2 separate regions of the Mus musculus genome follow, and region 1 is linked to region 2. A link is a contact called in public HiChIP or PLAC-seq data. All regions are on one chromosome and are shown on one strand. The core of a region is the stretch at or near the end of the contact, and the rest is flanking DNA. Distances in the headings are between cores, read along the strand shown. Region 1 has its middle 250 kb from the start of Gm40298. Region 2 holds the start of Lcorl (ligand dependent nuclear receptor corepressor-like).

Region 1 (5,912 bases), core at 3,361-5,860, 320 kb after region 2:
AGGACTCAGTTTACATTAAATGAATGGCCACTGAGAGTTTGGCTATACTCTCAGTATGTATAGGCAATACAAAACGGACTTGTTAATTTTTTATCCTTCTCTTTTCTTTGGGAGGTCACAAGGGGAGTGGGTGTTGACCTAGGAGGACTGGGAAGTGAGTGTGATTGGAGTGTATTTTGTGAAATTCCCAATAATCAACATAAATATTATGTTGTGAAAAAGAAAAGCTAAAGTAACTACATCCCACAGGATGGTGAAAAGGCCCCAGTGACCCAGCCCAGGGAGAGGAGATGCGGTTTGAACACAGGAAAGGGATTGCAGCTATCAGTTCAGTATCAGTGGTGTCTTCAGGGCTCCGTCCTTGAGATGGCAGTACAGACAGGGTCTGTGGTCCTTTAGGGGGTGAGGGCTACTGTGAAGTCAGTGGAGATGTTTAGCAGTCTCTCAGTCTCCTTCTCCTTCTGTGTTCACGAGACATGTTCCTCGGACATGTTCTATCACTGTGCTTTGATCTCCCTGTCCAAGTCTAGGAATCTTACACTTGAGGCTTCAACTTTGTAGGCCGAACTTAAATAGCCCATGTTAGAGATTTCAGTACAGTGGCATAAAGCTAATTAACACATTTCACTAGATGCAGAATGTATTTTTTTCCTACATAGGCTGTTAAAGTCAACCAATATAGAATAGCTGCAATTTCTTTTGAGGTTCATGTTCTCAGTGTAGATTACTTCACCATCCAATACGCAGGCCCCGGTTATATGTCATTACCGAACACATAAAAAGATTTATAGGACTTTAAAGACTAAATATGAGGGAAAGAAGAAAGATATCTCATTAACTTTTTAAAAATATTGGTTATGTGTCAAAGTGATAAGTGTGTTATATTAATCACCGAGTCATCATAGTTATAGTATATATTAGCTTTATTTGTTTACTTTTATAGTGTTTAAGGTGCTATTAAATATTTTAAATGAGAATGTGGCTTGCAATATGGTTCTTTTGAGTATCCCACCCTTAGAGTATGGTTGTGGAAGACTTTGTAAGCACTCACGTACACTGTGCTGATGGTACACTGAACCTCCTATAACTTGCTGTTAATGGACAAGAGGAATTCCATAATTCAAAAAGAGAAACAGATACAGGAGAGAAACAGGTCTATGATGCTTTAGTTGACTGACTACACTTTGAGGAGTACATTGTATGGAACTGCATCATGGTGGCTGAACATGGTCTCTTATTCTGTAACTGGATTATTGGATAAGGGCCGTCATCATTTCTTTTTGTTTTTGTTTTTTGATTCTCAAATTTCTTTTATGTGTAGTGGTAATCATTCTCTCATCCTTATTTATATTGAGGGTTCCCCTTTGTAATACTTACAAAGGTTCAATAGGTTGGCTATGTAATCAAAGGTCTTTTGTTCAGGGCAGTACCATCCATGGGACTTGGTGATGGGAAGTCATTCTACTGCACAGAACATTGTGAGAGTTGATTATTCACTACTTCTAGCTATCCATGATTCTTTCAGCTGGAATATTTTTCTCCGTGGTATAGATCAAGTTTATCTTTTCTCTCTTTCAAATTGTCTTTACACTGTTATTTATATCCTAGAGACTATAATACATAATAATTACTATGCCTTCAGGTTATAGCTTCATGCAAAATACAATGTGATTATTGTTCCTGTGTGTTTTTTCCTTAATGCTTAATGTTATATTTTTACTGGGCACCCATACTCACCTAATTGCTTTGTAGTTATTGAAATAAGATATAATGTTCTGTTAAATATTACCTTAATTATGAGTCAAAGTAATTACCATGGAAAGCTCAATGGCATCCTGTTTGAAATGGTTATCAATGCCCTCTCATTTGGTGCTTAGCCCTCTCATTTGGGGGTAGGGGCAACAAATACAAATGAGCCAACTCTAGTCACACTTGCTGCTTTGATGAGACCACGCAGCTTCTGAACCTGTGACAATGCCCTGAGGCATTCTGGTAAAATTACTGTTGCCCCAAATGAGGTCTGTCTGATATGACATAAGACACTTGGCTTTGTTTTTTTTTTTTTTTTAATTCTGGTTATATTTTGAATTAAAGTGTTTTCCCTCCTCCATTTAGTATTTTTATATTCATGCTCAAATGTCTACTGATTGGGTTTCCTTTGTAAAAAATTAATTTCATTAAATTGAATTTTTGCTATTGTTTCTACCACTAGAAGTGATATCAACACTTTAACCTTCCGTCTATTAAGTGAGAATTGGAATGTAAATGTACCCATGGAGAATGGTGCTATCCAGAGGAGTGAATGTGAAAATAGGAAACGAATTATAAAGCAGTCTCTGTGCATGGAATAGGCTATATTCAGAACTCACATTAAATTATACAGTTTACCAATGCTGGCTCACTCACAGGTCATTGTCATGCACTGTGAAGTTTCAGAACATACACAGCTGGAAATAAGGAATCTACTCAGTCAGAATAAGCATGCCCAAAATCCTGACAAGCAGACACGATAGATTCTAAGCACAATGCTGACTTTAAAATACCATTACTTGATTGTAAGAGGACCAGTCACATATGTGCACATTTGGAGATGAGAGTATTGTGAGGGAGTATAGATGCAAACCAGAGAGTTATAGTGGGGATAGAAAATCCTGTCTGGTATTTAGAAGAAAAACAATGGCCAAATGTTAACACTTCTGGACAGCAAACCTGATGGGATAAACTGGGATTCTTTATCTGTTGTAGAATACATGTGAAATTAAATCAGTACCTGTTTATTGACATATGCTTTTTCTTTACTGTTTGGATGTTATTTTATTTTAGTTTGCTGTTCTGGAGAATACTCATTCACTGTGTCCATGTCTAGCACTTTTTATTGCATGTATAACCATCAGACAGTTATCTATGCTTGACCACCAATTTCTTGGTACTGTACATCCTTAAGATACCTGCATTCTAGGCACGGATCTATAATTGTCCACTAACCATTTTAATCTGTGTATTATTCAAAACCTCAAACTCTACTTGTCTTAAATAGAATTAATTGATTTGAATGAAAACACAATTGTTTCTCTTGAACTGCTTGGACTACAAGTTTAAAAAATATAGCTACCCATCTTGTTAGTAATCTATTCCTAGCCTATCTATGTGTATCTTTTACCACGTTGCTGATCATGGAGGGATACACAGGATTTTCCTAGAACCTATCAAAAATTCACCTTATCCCAATGGAGAGGGCCAGGAGAATATCCTCAGCTAAAATCACATCTAATATGACTTAGGTAGAAGCACAGAGTGGATCATAAATATTTACTTACATCAGCCAATAGCCTCATTTTTCTAATATTCCCTAAGTATCACAAGGATTTAATTAATTGCCCTATTCTCTGACTGTTAAACTTATCTTCCATGGTCTGTTCTACTGGCTCTTTCTAGCCTACTGCAATCTTCCCTGATTTGCATAGATTGTTGGTGAAGAAATGAGGCTATGCTATTTATTCACTTATTGTGCATTTAATCTGGGCATGGTGGTCCATTCTTCTAACTCCAGTACTGCAGAGATGGAAGCAGGAGCTTCAGAAACTTAAGGTCAACTTTGGCTGTGTAGTAAGCTAACAACCAGCCTGGGATATATTAAACCCCATCTCAAGAAAACAAAGCAAAACAAACCAACCACAGCAGATGAGGATCTTAAAGTGCCAAGCATTGTGCTATCTGCTTGGGTTATAATAGTGAATAACACTGACACCATCTCTGACCTAATAGAATTGGTATTCTATTTATAAGCCTATCATCCAGTAAGCAAGCAGATTACAAGACTATTTTAAATTTTGAAAAAGTGTATAGAAATAACCTAAGGGGTCAAGAAAAATGGTGTGTAGGAGGTGACCTTTTACACTGGCAATTTGTCTGAAGAGGTGACAATGAACTTGAGATACACAAAGAGGGAAATGCAAACCAACTAAAGACAATCAAACTGGTAGACCCAGAGCTGGAAAAGAAGGTGTTATATTTGAAGAGGAAGGGATTGGAGGATAGTGAGTACAAAGAGAAATGGAGAAGTGAATTTTAAAGAAGACTACAGATCAGTAAGCCAGTCATGGGAATGAGTGTGGACACAGTTCTTGGAGAACTGGAAAACTAATGGCAGATTTTTTGAGCCAACCTACAGTGAGGGTGTGATGGGAGAGGAGGGGGAATGGGGAAAATGTTCATTACATGGCCTCCAGTTCTCAAACCTTGAATGAATGAATGAGGGACAAGTGTGAGCATAAGGAGGTCCCTTGAGGATGGTTGTAACTGTCTGGGATGGAGTTGAAAGTGGACTGAGCTTTCAGCCACTGAGAAAATAGTGCATGCTGTGTTCAAATCTTCTCTTAGGAAGCGAATCATGACAAAGTACCATGTCTACACATAAAAGAGATCCATCAGTAGAGGGGAAAAGTACAGATTTCTCCTGTAGGATTGACACATATATCAGCAGCATGAAACATGAGCCAAAGCAGATCAGAAAAGGGAGCCATCATCCCTGGTATAGTGCCAGTCAAAAGGCTCCCCAGTGGAGACAGCAATTAGCATGGTCCAAAGGTTGAGTGAAGTTGACAGGTGGCCAGGGGTACAAAGAACTTTGCCTGCTGTTGTTCTCTGTGGTATACGGTTAGGACGGTGAGTCAGGTCTCAGATCTTGAGTCTGGCTGAAATGTGAGAAGCAGGGAGAGAGAGCCTGTATCTCTCTGAGTCTAGTTAGTATTAGCTTCAAGAGTTACAGTTTTGCTATCTTCTGATCTTTTCCACTTTCCCTACTCGACACAGGCATTGGCAAAGAGACTATCGCTAATGAAGTTGAGCCGACTTCATAACCCCTGATGATCTGGCGTGCTGTTCTATGGCTGAAGTTTCCACTTTGATTGGATGAGGCCCAAAACAGAGAGTTGACTACTTCTGGTGATTAAAAGCTCCCTTGATGATTTTTTAAAGGGACTGTTCAAAGCTTTTAGTGCTGCTGAGTAGGGACTTACACTTTAATTCCCTAAAACTCCTCTAGCAAATGCTCACGAACACATTAGACTTTCGTTCCTGCTGTACAACACAGCAGAGAATTTCTTTTAAGAGGAGCAGCCTTTTAGTGGGAGGTTAAGTGATGCCTGTGTATATAATTTATAAGGCCTTCAGAACTTTTTGTGCAAAAGCATACTGGAAAAATAAAATTATTCTTACTCTTATTATTATTAGCTTTCACTATTCTCATAAGAGATATTTGTTTCTGAGCTGAAGATGCAAAGCAAGACTGTGGATCACAAATAAAAGAAGGAATAGATATAAATTAAGTGTAAATAGTCAAACCAGATAAGGATGAGTAGTGCAAGATATTTATTTTTCCTTGAAATGGTAAGTATAGTACAAATTATTTTAGATCCATCATTCCTGAAAGCATTGTTGAGAATGACAGGCAGAGGTGTGTGTGTGTGTGTGTGTGTGTGTGTGTGTGTGTGTGTGTGTATGTGTGTACACCCTACCCAAACCTATAAATTACTTGGAAACATCTGTTTTATTTCTGCAAAGATCTGTACTATAGATGAATGGTCAGATTTCATAATTAGCATCAGGAAGTTTGCAAATTGAGATGCAGAAAAGGAGGCAATGTACTTTTGTCTATCTGCTTCTCATTAAAGGTTTGATCTGCACACTGCTACCTTATCAGGACTTGGACATTATTATACCCAGGGGGTAGAAATGGGAATAGAAGCATAATGTGAAGTTTGATTAATGTCTCAGTCCCTTTAGGACAAAAACAAATGCACAGGTTAAGTCAGTCTTTCTCTAGTATTATCAAATTAATAAAAACATTGTGGGATGTTTCAGATCATATATCTCAAGTATGTTTATGTTAGGATTATCTACAACTATGTATA
Region 2 (5,864 bases), core at 3,123-5,622:
TCTGTAAGATCGAGAATTGACAAATGGGACCTAATGAAACTCCAAAGTTTCTGCAAGGCAAAAGACACCGTCAATAGGACAAAAAGACCACCAACAGATTGGGAAAGGATCTTTACCTATCCTAAATCAGATAGGGGACTAATATCCAACATATATAAAGAACTCAAGAAGGTGGACTTCAGAAAATCAAATAACCCCATTAAAAAATGGGGCTCAGAACTGAACAAAGAATTCTCACCTGAGGAATACCGAATGGCAGAGAAGCACCTGAAAAAATGCTCAACATCCTTAATCATCAGGGAAATGCAAATCAAAACAACCCTGAGATTCCACCTCACACCAGTCAGAATGGCTAAGATCAAAAATTCAGGTGACAGCAGATGCTGGCGTGGATGTGGAGAAAGAGGAACACTCCTCCATTGTTGGTGGGATTGCAGGCTTGTACAACCACTCTGGAGATCAGTCTGGCGGTTCCTCAGAAAACTGGATATAGTACTACCGGAGGATCCAGCAATACCTCTCCTGGGCATATATCCAGAAGATGCCCCAACTGGTAAGAAGGACACATGCTCCACTATGTTCATAGCAGCCTTATTTATAATAGCCAGAAGCTGGAAGGAACCCAGATGCCCCTCAACAGAGGAATGGATACAGAAGATGTGGTACATCTACACAATGGAGTACTACTCAGCTATTAAAAAGAATGAATTTATGAAATTCCTGGCCAAATGGATGGACCTGGAGGGCATCATCCTGAGTGAGGTAACACATTCACAAAGGAACTCACACAATATGTACTCACTGATAAGTGGATATTAGCCCAAAACCTAAGATACCCAAGATATAAGATACAATTTCCTAAACACATGAAACTCAAGAAAAATGAAGACTGAAGTGTGAACACTATGCCCCTCCTTAGAAGTGGGAGCAAAACACCCTTGGAAGGAGTTACAGAGACAAAGTTTGGAGCTGAGATAAAAGGATGGACCATGTAGACACTACCATATCCGGGGATCCATCCCATAATCAGCTTCCAAATGCTGACACCATTGCATACACTAGCAAGATTATGCTGAAAGGACCCTGATATAGCTGTCTCTTGTCAGAGTATGCCTGGGCCTAGCAAGCATAGAAGTGGATGCTCACAGTCGGCTATTGGATGGATCACATGGCCCCCAATGAAGGAGCTAGAGAAAGTACCAAAGAAGCTAAAGGGATCTGCAACACTATAGGTGGAACAACATTATGAACTAACCAGTACCCCGGAGCTCTTGACTCTAGCTGCATATGCATCAAAAGATGGCCTAGTCGGCCATCACTGGAAAGAGAGGCCCATTGGACACGCAAACTTTATATGCCCCAGTACAGGGGAACGTCAGGGCCATAAAAGGGGAGTGGGTGGGTAGGGGAGAGGGGGTGGGTGGCTATGGGGGACTTTTGGTATAGCATTGCAAATGTAAATGAGCGAAATACCTAATAAAAAATGGAAAAAAAAAAAAAAAAAAAAAAAAAACAAAACCAGAAATGAATCAGCGGAGTAAATCTAAGGCAAAGACATAGGTCCCATATTTATAAAGGAAATATTTCTAGATGGCTGCAAACATTTTCTCTTGTCAATCACTATAATGATTCACTGACAGTGTAGATAACTTCCTTCCCAAAATTTTCAGACAATATACATTCACAAAAAGATAATCCTATTTTTTAACTAGTTAAGTGAAGACGCAAGGTTTCAAGAAACTTCATTTGCGACATAATACCAGTTGGCTATATAACCTGAATATGTTTATGATTTTGAACTCTTGCTGAAAACCAAGACTTAAATCATTTTCCTTCTCAATAGCCAGAATGTTTTATATAAAAAGGTATTTCAATCAATAAGAGCACTGACTATTCAATATAGAAATGTATATATTTATACATCTACACATAAGTCACACACATACATATAAGGAACAGGAAGTTTTTCTGCAAAGTATGTATCATAGCAAAGCAGCTTAAAATAATGACTTTTATCACCAATTCACACCACTACTAAATGAGACCACTCCCACAACCAACAGATGTATATTCTATTTAGAAGGGTTTTGTTACTTAAAACTAGCAATGACAAAAACAATATACAAGATGGATCTCAGCAGGTCTCTAAGACAAAAACTGTGAAACAAGTTCTCAAATATGGCTGTTTCTCAGGAAACATTTTCATGTATGGTACAATATAACTGTGTATAACAATGAAAGTGCAATACAGATTACAGAATACTAAATATTAAAAAAATTAACCTCGTTTCCCATTAGATCAAATTAATTTGTTTCACTTAATCAAAATTTTACTTTCAAAAGTACATTTCTTTTATTCAAAGTCATACTAAATGTATTTAGTGACACAACATGAGAAAAACAAATAGTCAAATACTGTAAAGCACAACTTAAGCATGCTCATCTTCAAATCACTGGATGCCTAACAGTGCTGTGAGCCGGTACTACAATGCTGTCAGTGCTATTTGTTGGGACACCACAAGAAGGAACGCGACTATTTCTAGGCGGGTTTTTAACGGAACAGATCTAAACAGAAGTAACTGTCAAAACGAATCCACTTTGCATTCATGAAATACAAGTACGGACACACATTTAGTATGGGTTGTTTTTTTTTTCCCACACCACACCCCCGCTTCCATATAACTTTGCCACAGATAAAACCAAAATACATTTTAGAGAGGTGACACACTGCTCTTAAGAGCAAACTGCTTAAACATCGCCGAAATGCTCCTAAATCAGAGTGCCCTCCCTTCTGCTTATATATATATATATAATTCTGTATGGCACATTACTGAACTGGAGTTGCATCTGGTTTCATCTACTATGATTAGTGAAAACAAGACAGACCTTAGGGCTCTACCCAAGCAAATCTGCGAGGGATGGGGAAGGGGGACAGGGCGCGAGGTGGCGCAAGAACAGATGAAAACACGGTTAGGAGAGAGTTGTCTTCCCAAGGAACTGAGCTTACTACACTCAACTCCAAAGGCTGACACCTACTCGTCAGAAAAGAAAACCGACGCAACCACCCACTCCTAACACCGACCAGCCTCCACTCCCACCTCCTCCCCTCAAAAGCTACCCCGTAACCCCTGCCGAAGCACACCCTCCGCTCGCAGCCCCTCTGTTGCACTGAACCAACCTGCTGGGTAACAGCTGTGGGCACACGTCGCACTCTGAGTGAGGAAAAGCAGCGACCGCAACAAGGTAAGGGAGTCCCAGTACTTCCCGCTACCCGGAGCAGCCCACTGAATGACAGCCGGGAGCGCGCAAGTTTGAAGCAAAACCGATCAGACCCCACCGAAACGGAAAACTGAACTGCATTTGAACAGGAATGGGAGGCGGGGAGGGCTACGCGAGTCCATCACATGACAGCGAAAAGAGGACCGGAGTCGTCGGGGCGTCCTCAAGGAAAGGGGGGGGGGGCGTGGGGAGGGTGCCGTCGCCATAGCAACACCCCCCATCCGTCCAGACTTCCAAAGAGGGAGGAAGAACTTCAAATCCCAACCGTCAGCTCGAGCGGCTCCTTCTTAAAGGGGTACACACAGATCCGAGGCCACTCGCAAGAGGGCAGAGGCGGCCGCCCCCCGCCCCTCAGGCGCCGCCCCCATCGCCCCTCGACCCTCTCCCGCCCCCCGCCCCCCGCCCCGCGAGCGCCCCGCAACCCCTGGTCCCGCGTCCCAGGAACTAGGCAGCGTCTTCGCCGCCAGCCCCAGGGCCGCAAGAAGGGGGTGTGTGAGCGCCCGGCCGGGGGCGCGGACCGGCTCGCCGCTCCAGGGTCCCCTCCGCCCCGGTGGAGAGCCGCGGTGACAGGGGCACCGGCGGGTGGCGACGGGCGCCGAGGAGTTTCGGGGCAGCACGAGCGGGCGGGCTGCTTCCGCGGGGTGCTCGGAGAGTGGGTCCGAACTAACAGTTCCCCGGGAGCTCGGAGCCGGGCAGGCGGGCGGCGGGGCGCGGACCGCGCCGGGCAGGGAGCCCCGAGACAAAAGGCGCCGCCGGGGCCGCCGCGCCGCCGCCGCCGCCGCTCCCATCGCTCCCCATTGAACTGACCCGAACCGGAGCTCCAACTACACCCCTCAGCCACAAACTCCTCCGGCAGCCGCACCGTGGCGCCGAGCCCGGCCCGGCCCGTGTCTCTCTTACCTACACAGTGCATGAGGCGGTGGCGCCAAGAGTCGAGTTCCCGCCGGAATCCTCTCCTCTCCGCCGCGCACCGAGGGCTCCGGCACTGAGCGGCAGCGGCGGCGGCGGCAGCAGCGGCGGCAGCGGCCATTCTCTCTCTTCCCTTGTCCATCTGCGTCCCGCGTCACGCGCCCTCATTTACATACGAGCGGCGCAGGCACGAGGCAGGGGCGCGAGCCCTCGGCGCGAGCCCCGGAGCGCGCGCCCCCCGGAGGGGGGTTGATTGACACGTGTCACTACCTTCCTCCTGCCCTCCCCTCCCCCTCCCACCGCTCCCTCGGGGAGAGGCGGGGAGGGAGCGCGGAGAGAAGGAAGCAACCTGCCGCTTCCGCTGACCCCGCCTCCTTACCCACTCCCTTCCCCTCCTCCCCCCAGAGTTTACTCAGGCAAGCCATACTGCTCCCGCCGTCCACGAAAACCCTGAGCGGGAGCGAGAAACCCGGAGGCCAGCCAGGAACCCGCGTGCTGAAGGAGCGGACCAGCAACGCCTCCCTTCTGCCCTCGCGCGGAGCGCTGGAAGTCCGAAGACTTCATTTCCCAGCCTCCATTGCGTGCAGGTCCCGTAGAGGAGCGCAAGAGAGCGACGCTGTGCCCTCTGGGCTTTGTAGTCCTCTCGCGTTGAGCGCTCTCCTAGCCTAGCCAGTTCGCACTTTTCCAGATAGCAGCTCGGCCCCAGACTTCTAATGTTTTGCCCCCAGTGGGTTTAGCCTCTAACTCCCTCCGCCCAAATGCTTGCTTCCTCGAGTTCCAAGAGGGGAGTACGGTGGAAGCCTCAAGAGTTGGCGGTGCTGGGCTAGGCAGCTCCTTAAGTGCTGGAAACTTTTCAGGGTCAATGTCATCTATCTTCACTTTCAGCGAAAGCGCTTGCCAATCATCCTACTGCATCCAGAAAAGATGTGCGAGGACATCAGTTTTGTGAAGCGAAGAGATCTTGAAAAGCGAGATTAGTTACAAAAATCGGGGGAACTAACCTTGCATGGGATTTAACACTTTGTAATTGTTATAGATGGATCCTGCTCTGTGCTAGAGAAAACTTCCTTGGGGAGAGGAGAATCTTTTGATTAAGTATATACTTAAAATTACTTAAAAAAAAAAAAAAAACTTTTGCACCAGAGCCATTTCTACACTTATGTCAGTATTGTCACAGGGGACCAAGAGCTTGTAAGCCATCCAGAGTTTACAGAGAAGTGCTGTACATTACTGGGCATTTATACTCACCTTTGCGGAAAAAAATATTTTAATTCTTAGGAACTCAAATTCTCAATTCTGTATTGCCCTATCTTGTGGTATAGTCTTATCTATCATTCTTTTTTCTTCTTAGAGTAGTTTATTGCTCAGCGTTTGTTGCATCAGAAGTAAAAATGTAGCATTACATCTTCATCAGAAATTTTCGAATGTGAAGTTTGAAGCCATGTGTTTATGAATATATGTTTGCAATCTTATCATTTGGGAGGCTAGAATAAGGTGATGTGTAGAGTAGAGATAGTCTAGATGGCGGTTCAGAAACTGAAATTTAAAATAGGAGTGGCTTATCTCCATAGTTTAGAGTGGGAAGATGGAATAGTTGTTTCCATCTGAAAGCTCATCAGGCACCATCAAAAGAGACATGAGAACAGGACCCAAAAGCATGGCCCAGCTTCTAGAAG

What was found. HiChIP or PLAC-seq counts read pairs in DNA pulled down with a chosen protein or histone mark.
Region 1: a contact with region 2 is called in an H3K4me3 HiChIP or PLAC-seq map of neural tube, with 3 times the contacts expected there. The contact joins the enhancer-like site here to the promoter of Lcorl in region 2. A contact is called at or near these places in 1 of 484 Hi-C or Micro-C datasets (embryonic stem cells) and 6 of 115 datasets of contacts at active chromatin or transcription factors (bone marrow-derived macrophages, embryonic forebrain, embryonic midbrain and 3 more).

Annotation. Positions count from the first base shown.
Region 1 is chr5:46,177,766-46,183,677 of GRCm38.p6, forward strand. No RefSeq gene overlaps it. Among named protein-coding and RNA genes, the nearest start is that of Gm40298, 250 kb to the left of the region's middle. Within about 2 kb of position 4,611, at least 16 of the 459 cell types and tissues checked have an H3K27ac peak or open chromatin away from gene starts, as enhancers often do. A contact at or near this core is called in neural tube, where this site is marked.
Region 2 is chr5:45,853,168-45,859,031 of GRCm38.p6, forward strand. It overlaps Lcorl (ligand dependent nuclear receptor corepressor-like), which reads right to left and starts at 4,373. Exons shown (of 7, transcript NM_001163073.1): 1 at 4,180-4,373. The coding sequence starts at 4,330.